Regions from separate parts of the Mus musculus genome. Here region 1 is linked to region 2. A link is a contact called in public HiChIP or PLAC-seq data. All regions are on one chromosome and are shown on one strand. Each heading gives the region's core, a stretch centred on a gene start, on an enhancer-like site or on the middle of the called end of the contact. The rest is flanking DNA. Distances are from core to core; before and after follow the strand shown. Region 1 overlaps Mroh1 (maestro heat-like repeat family member 1). Region 2 holds the start of Mroh1 (maestro heat-like repeat family member 1).

Evidence for each region. HiChIP or PLAC-seq counts read pairs in DNA pulled down with a chosen protein or histone mark.
Region 1: an H3K4me3 HiChIP or PLAC-seq map of the SCID.adh cell line shows a contact between it and region 2, with 31 read pairs. The contact joins the enhancer-like site here to the promoter of Mroh1 in region 2. A contact is called at or near these places in 21 of 39 promoter capture datasets (the 3T3-L1 cell line, 3T3-L1-derived adipocytes, the C10 cell line and 13 more), 6 of 484 Hi-C or Micro-C datasets (the HPC-7 cell line, embryonic fibroblasts, embryonic stem cells and 3 more), 9 of 115 datasets of contacts at active chromatin or transcription factors (the NIH/3T3 cell line, the SCID.adh cell line, T-cell acute lymphoblastic leukemia and 4 more) and 4 of 9 other capture datasets (adipose tissue, embryonic stem cells, liver and 1 more).

What each region holds. Positions count from the first base shown.
Region 1 is chr15:76,427,240-76,430,681 of GRCm38.p6, forward strand. It overlaps Mroh1 (maestro heat-like repeat family member 1), which reads left to right. Exons shown (of 44, transcript NM_175457.4): 16 at 273-417; 17 at 663-703; 18 at 1,005-1,146; 19 at 1,410-1,462; 20 at 1,914-2,021; 21 at 2,549-2,668; 22 at 2,938-3,060. Among named protein-coding and RNA genes, the nearest start is that of Mir6954, 4.3 kb to the right of the region's middle. Within about 2 kb of position 1,527, at least 5 of the 459 cell types and tissues checked have an H3K27ac peak or open chromatin away from gene starts, as enhancers often do. A contact at or near this core is called in the SCID.adh cell line and T-cell acute lymphoblastic leukemia, where this site is marked.
Region 2 is chr15:76,378,584-76,381,881 of GRCm38.p6, forward strand. Mroh1 (maestro heat-like repeat family member 1) reads left to right here and starts at 1,930. Exons shown (of 44, transcript NM_175457.4): 1 at 1,930-1,993.

The sequences.
Region 1 (3,442 bases), core at 277-2,776, 48 kb after region 2:
GAGGCTGGCTGCCTGAGCTTTCCCAGTCCTAGATTTCCTGCCCTCCCCATCCCTGGCCTGGAGCGGAGAGTGTGGCCTCCAGGGGACAGTGGCCGGACAGTGCTCAGAGGATCTCTCAGCAATGGCCGGACACACTGTCTGTCTTAGCATCGGCCCCTCTCAAGCTACCCGGCTCCTGTATAGCAGTGGAGATCCAGTTCTGACATCTCTACTGCCCCGGAGGCCGTGCCCACCTGCTTGCAGTCCACAGACCGTGGCCCTCTGTCCTTCAGGTTCTCTGGCCCTACCTCCTCGAGTTCCTCACCCCGGTGCGCTTCACTGCGGCCCTCACCCCGCTCTGCAGGAGCCTTGTGCACTTAGCCCTGAAGAGGCAGGAGGCTGGGGCAGATGATTTCCTCATCCAGTACAACGCGAATGGTGTGGAGGCCCAACCACCGTGCCCCTGGCTGACCCCACCGACGCCATGATGCCCTTACACCTCGTCCTCTCTCAGCTCTCTGCCTTGCCCTTGCCCTGCCCCTGCTGCTGACACCCCCCTACCCCACCCCACCCCACCCCCAGCTGCTTTCGCATGCTGTCCCACCCCAGCTGCCTGCTTGTGCCTATGGTCCCATCTTTTATCCTATCCCTGCCTTGTAACTGTTTCCATGTTTCTTGTCCAGCAAACCTCCCGTCTCCCTTCGCTATGACCACACGACTGCTGGTAAGCAACGGGTCTGTTACTGTGTCTCAGCACACGGGCTGACACTGTCCTTCATGGGACATTCTCGTAGGTGTCAGCGTGACCGAGCTTACTCTGATAGAAGAGTGGCCTCTCGGCCCCAGAGTCCCTGTCAGCTCTGTGGCAAGCCTGACCCTTGCCACCGTCTCATTGGCATTCCTTGCCCCCGTGTTTGCTGGTTTTCCCTTCACCCCTGGGAAGCTGGTCCCCAGGTTGGGCACTGTGGCCAGGAGATGGCAGGCGGCTCCATGCTTAGGCGACCCCCTTCCTTCCTCTCCTTCAGGTTGTGTCTTCTAATCCCTACCTGGGAGATGGGCGTGGAGCGGCCTCCCTGCGCCTCCTGAAGGTTATGCATCAGAATATCCACCCTTTCCTGGGCCAGCGGTGGGAGACAACCATGCCCATGCTGCTGGAGTACCTGGATGGTGAGGCCTGTGAGGCTCAGGAGCCCCTTAGCCACCCCTGACCCCACTAGCACCCAGTATGCCGTTCGGGTTGAAAGAAACGATCCAAGCTGTAATCTAAGAAAGGGCCTGGATGGCTCACAAGGGAAGGGGGTGTGACTGTGGCCTGACTGGTTTCTGCGTTCCTTCTGGGAATTCCCAGAGACAAGGAGGGCCCACCTAGTGCATGTTGGAATGAGCCTGCCTGGCAGGACCCCAGCCAGTGGGCTTATTGGTCATTTCAGAGCACACCGAGGAAAGCCTGTCACTGAAGGAGTGGGAAGAAAAGCTTCTAATGGTGAGAGATGGAGCAGAAGGCCAAGGGCCTGTCTGTGCCTTTTTGGGACATTCTGGGCCTGGGCACAGAGGGCCAGGGCAGCAAATGTTGGACCAGTGTATTGTGCCTTCCAAGGGGCTTGTTGTTATCCAACTTCATCTGGTGGTGTGACTAGGGGATGGGCTCAGTGGTGGGGGGAGTTTGGGGTAAGGATGGTGGCTGGTCTCAGATGTCCCTGGCAGGATATTGTACCTTCTGTCACTCAGCACCAAATGGGAGGGACTTTTGCTCATCCTGGGCACAGAAAGGGCTTTTCCCTCCTTCCCCGTCCCCAGCCGAGTTCAGAGCCACTTGTGCTTCAGCCTGCCTCATAGCTACCCACCTTCAAAGGCCACTTACCAACAGGAGTCACCATAAGGTTATCACGTGTCAAGGCCCTGCCTCAGGCCTCACCAATGCTCTCCCCCCTCAGTTCCTGCGAGACACCCTGGCCGTAGTATCTGACAACATCTGGATCTGCCAGCTGAGCCAAGAGATGTGCAAGCAACTGCCCTCTTACAGTGGGACTCCTCAGGAGAAGGTGCCTGAGACAAGCTAGCTGGGGATGGGGATCTCTGCACAGTCCCCAGCTCCCATGCTTTGTGTCTTTGATCTCGCCTGTCTGTGTCTTTGTCTCCTGACTCTGGCAACCCTGGCCAAGCCACTTAAAAAGCAAGCAGGGTCAGGAGGCTCCTCGCTGCAGTTAACAGCTGGGGGATGGGGGACAGCTGCCTGCTCACTGTTCCTCAGACACAGCCTGGGTCTCACCTCCTCATGCAGGACCCTTCCTATGTCCTGCTTGAAATACAGCTTCCTCTCCAAGGGGCCGGGTGTAGTGGTGCCCACGTTTAACCCCAAATACTTGAGAGGTAGGCGGATCTATGAGATCAAGTCCAACCTGGTCTACACAGCTAGTTCCAGGACAGCTGGGGCCACATACAGAAACCATATATCAAAAAAACCAAAAAGGAGGAAAGGATACAGCTATCCATTAGCAGTACCCACCACAGTGCAAGTGTCTGTCTGCTCAGGAGTCAGGTTCATCTGTGTTCTCTCCCTGTGTTCCAGAACTTCCTGTATAAGTGCATTGGAACCACGCTGGGTGCTGCTTCAAGTAAGGAGGTGGTGAGGAAACACCTCCGAGAGCTGCTGGAGACAGCCAGATATCAAGAGGAGGCAGAGCAGGAGGTAGGTAGTCCCCAGTGCCCGGGGCTGTGAGGCCGTGTTCATCTGCCGCTCTGAGCTAGCCACGTGTGCTGTGAGCACATAGGTACATGCATGCTTGCACGTGAGGCACACTGCTTGCTTCCTCACGGATGTCCGCGTGTATTTGTGTGCCTTCAGGTTTATGTGTGTGTGGAACTTTGTGTACGTGTGGATATACACTCCTCCCCACACAGCGTGTGGGCAGGTGGGCCACTGTGCCCAAGTGTGAGCACACCCGTGCACCTCCCCAGGGCCTGGCCTGTTGCTTTGGGATCTGTGCCATTACCCACCTTGAGGACACTCTAGCACAGCTGGAGGACTTTGTGAGGTCAGACGTGTTTAGGAAGTCCACCGGCATCTTTAGCATTTTTAAGGTAAGACGGTCATTACCCAGAACAGTGTCCTTGTGAGTAGATACCTGTCTGTGGCTGCCCCACTTTTCATGGCTGTGGTAGGGTGGGTTCCTGCCCTCTGCTCTCTCTCAAGATGAAGGCTAGGGCTGGGTTCCCTCAGGCTTTGTATCCTCCATTCCTCCTCTGGGCCTGAGCTCTCCTCCCACTGAGGGCCTCCCAGAAGCCCTAGCTGATTGGAGTGCTGTTCCTCTAGCTGTGGGTAATGAGAGTTCTCAGTGGCAAGGTTCTGTGGTGATCAGCTTTCTGTTGCTATGACGAAATACTTGAGGAAATCAACTTTAAGGAGGAAGAAGTAGTCTGTCTCCTAGTTTCAGAGGTTGTGCAGGCCGGGCATGGTGGAGGG
Region 2 (3,298 bases), core at 680-3,179:
CTAGAATAAACATTGTGTGTGTGTGTTGGAGGAGAGTGTGCACTTCAGTGTAGATGCCTGTGGAGCTTAGAAGCTTTTGTTCCACCTGGAGCTGGAAGTTAGAGCTGGCTGTGAGCTGCCCACATGGGAGACGGCAGAATGTGTTCCTAACTGCGGAGCCATCTCTCCAGTCCCTTTGCCTTGTCTTGTCCTTCTTTCTGTCTGCACCCTTACTAGTCCATCAGCTCTACTGCATTTTACCCAGTACCTCATGTGCTGGGCCTTATGCTGAATAATAAAAGTAAAAGTTACGTTGTGATACATACAGGGCAGCTTGTATGTTTGGCGTGGGGGGGGGGGCTGTGGGCTGTGTGCTGTGGAGCACAGGATCAGCAGGGCTTGTTGGAATGTGGCCAACCAGAGCACTGCCACTGTCCACTGCAAGGTTTTTCAGGCTGGGGGCGGGGGAGAGCAACGGGGGGGGGGCTCCTGTGTGTTAGCATGGAAAAGACCTCCTTCCCTGGCAGCTACCCAAGTTAGTCCCCTCTCTCTGTTTTCTAGCATTTTCCTAGGCCATGACCCCATCCACAAAGTGCTTCACTCTCTTTTTTTTTTTCTTTTAGATTTATCTATTTATTATATGTAAGTACACTGTAGCTGTCTTCAGACACTCTAGAAGAGGGCATCAGATTTCGTTATGGATGGTTGTGAGCCACCGTGTGGTTGCTGGGATCTGAACTCTGGACCTTCGAAAGAGCAGTTGGCGCTCTTAACCACTGAGCCATTTTGCCAGCCCCAAATGCTTCACTCTCTTACTCAGAGAGTCCTGTCCTGTCTTTTTCTCTCTTGGGCTCTATCCTCTCAGTAGAACTCATCCAAGTCCTTCTCATCGTGGAAAAAGAATATTGGCTGTGTGTTTGCCTCTGACCTGGTTCAACCGCAGCAGCTTAATTTCCACATCCAACGATGCTGTCAGCCTAGATACATGGTAGCTGCTTCCCCTTTGACAGGTTCTTGGTTCTTTTGCTTTCAGAACTCTACCCACAACTTTCTCTTGTTTACACACATCTGGGTGATTGCAACCTCTGGTTCTTTGCAGGTGCCAAGTCTTCCTGGCATGATCGTCCCCAACTCTCTTATCTAACCTTGCTTTCTTGGCACCAAACCCAAAGTTTATCCTGTAGTATGGCTTACTTTTACTTTTTTAGTCACCTCTTTCCAGCCTTAGAGGCTTTAGCTGCTCCTGGAGCTGGAATAACAGTGGTAGGTAGCAAGCAGCCCAGGTAGCTAGGACATGATCATCTTGATTCCCAATGTCTTGTTGATAGGTTGGACATGTACCTCTGTTGGGCATGGCCATGTGTACATTTAGGGGTTTGGGGTAGTTTTAGGCGTTTAGTGTGTGACCAATGTACAACAATGACAATACCTTGTGTGTGTCCGTGACAGCTGGGTTGTTGTTTTGTTTTGTTTTTTTTATTTTTGTTTTCTTCCCGAGATAGGGTCTCACTTTTTATCCCAGACTGTCCTAGAACTCACTATGTAGACCAGGATGGCCTCGAATTCATAAGGATCCACCTGCCTCTGCCTCTCCAGTGCTGGGATTAAAGGAGTGCGCCACCGGTCCCGCCTGGTGGAGTTTTCTGCAGTTGGAGGCCGAGTCCGAATACTCTCGAGAACAGCGCTTGCGCAGACGGCGTCTGGCGCAGCAGCAGTACTCACACTTGTCTTGTGAAATGGTCACCGGACCGCTGGGGTACCCAGCAGAGAACAGGAAGAAGTAGGTGTACCTAGGCGCTCCATGGAGCGGAGAGTGGGCGGAGTTAACGTGAGGGACAGAACTCTGACCAATGAGTGTGGAGATCGCACGGAGGCGGGGCCAAATTGCCGCGCGCCAGGCCGCAGTTGGCCAGAGGGCTGCGGGGATGGGCTTGGGGCGCTGCTCCGCCTACTCTGAGACGCTTGGGGCATAGAGGGCGGCGCCCGGGCCGTGGCGGCGGCGGCGGCTCCTCAGGTAAACGGCTTGTTAAGGCTCATCTTTGGTGGTGGGGGCCAGGCACCCTTTGAGGAACTTGGACCAGAGAGCCTAGGGGCCTCCCCATCTGCCAGCAGCAAGAGAAGCTGTGTCAAGGGGCGCCTCCCCAAGGTCAGCGGGCCGGTGCCAGGAGGTGCTGGGAGATCTCAGGTGTGCCCAGCGGGCCCGGCTTCGCATCTTACACCTGGAAGGGATCTCGGAGCTTGCGATTCAATTCTGACTTGTCAGACATCGGCGCGTGGTCCCTGGTCCCTGTCCCTGCTGTCTCGTGGGTCGCGTGATCCATGTCCTAGTCCCTTCCGGGAACTCGGTGACTCAAGACCCTGGTCCTTTGCGGGGTAGGGGCTACGTGTTCAGGTCTTTGACCTCCGCAACTGGGCTACCGGCATTTCTGTCTCTTTCATAAAACTGAGCCTTAATTCAGGGACTTGCAAAGCGAGTGCTCACCGCACCGCAGCCACTCGTCTTTCTGTATTCTCGTTGCGGATTAAAGGAGGCGGTGTAGAGCAGGAAAGTGATTTGTCCAGAGTCACGAGGATTGCTGGCCCCAGGGAGAAGGCCACAAAACTCTCAGAGTATAGAATTCAGGCAAGGTGAGAGCTAGGTGAGGTGGAGCCAGGGCTGACACTCCAGGTTTGGGATTCCAATTTTCCAACCAAGTCAGTGCAGTTATGCAGCAAGACTCTGCTCTACCCTGTACAGAGCTCAAGGTAATGGATGGAACCGTAAACTCAAGTGCAGTGAGTAAGCATAAGGACCTGCGGGAGAGGGATAGAGGGCGGCATCTGGAGACCTGGGGCTGTGAGCTGGAGTTACTGTTAAGGCAGAGGCTAACTTTGAGGGGCTAGTCTTGGTTGGAGGCAGGAAACTCTTTGGAAGGAAGGGGATGGTAGTAGAAATGGAGGAACAGCCTGCGACCTAGTTAATTAAATGGTAAAATTAAAAAAATTCAGGAAGTAGGTAGGTGGAGCAGGGCAGGGGTGAAGGTGAAGGGTTAAGTCTTAGCTGCTCTGTTAGACTTGGTTGGCCATGGTCATCTAGATGGAGACCCCCAGCAGACACAGGGTTGATGGGGCACCAGAGCAGAGATCCTATGCAAACCACTGGTTGTGGGATATTCCTGTGGAGCCTGTGTTTATGACTTGGCTGGCTGTGCAGTCTCTGCACCTGCAGGCCGGGGAGATGCTTCTGCCAGCAGGCTCTACTCTTAGGCCTTAGGCTGAGATGTGTGGCTCGAATGAGGAATGTCTTTCTGGGCTCTACTGTCAAAGTCGATGGCTGAGG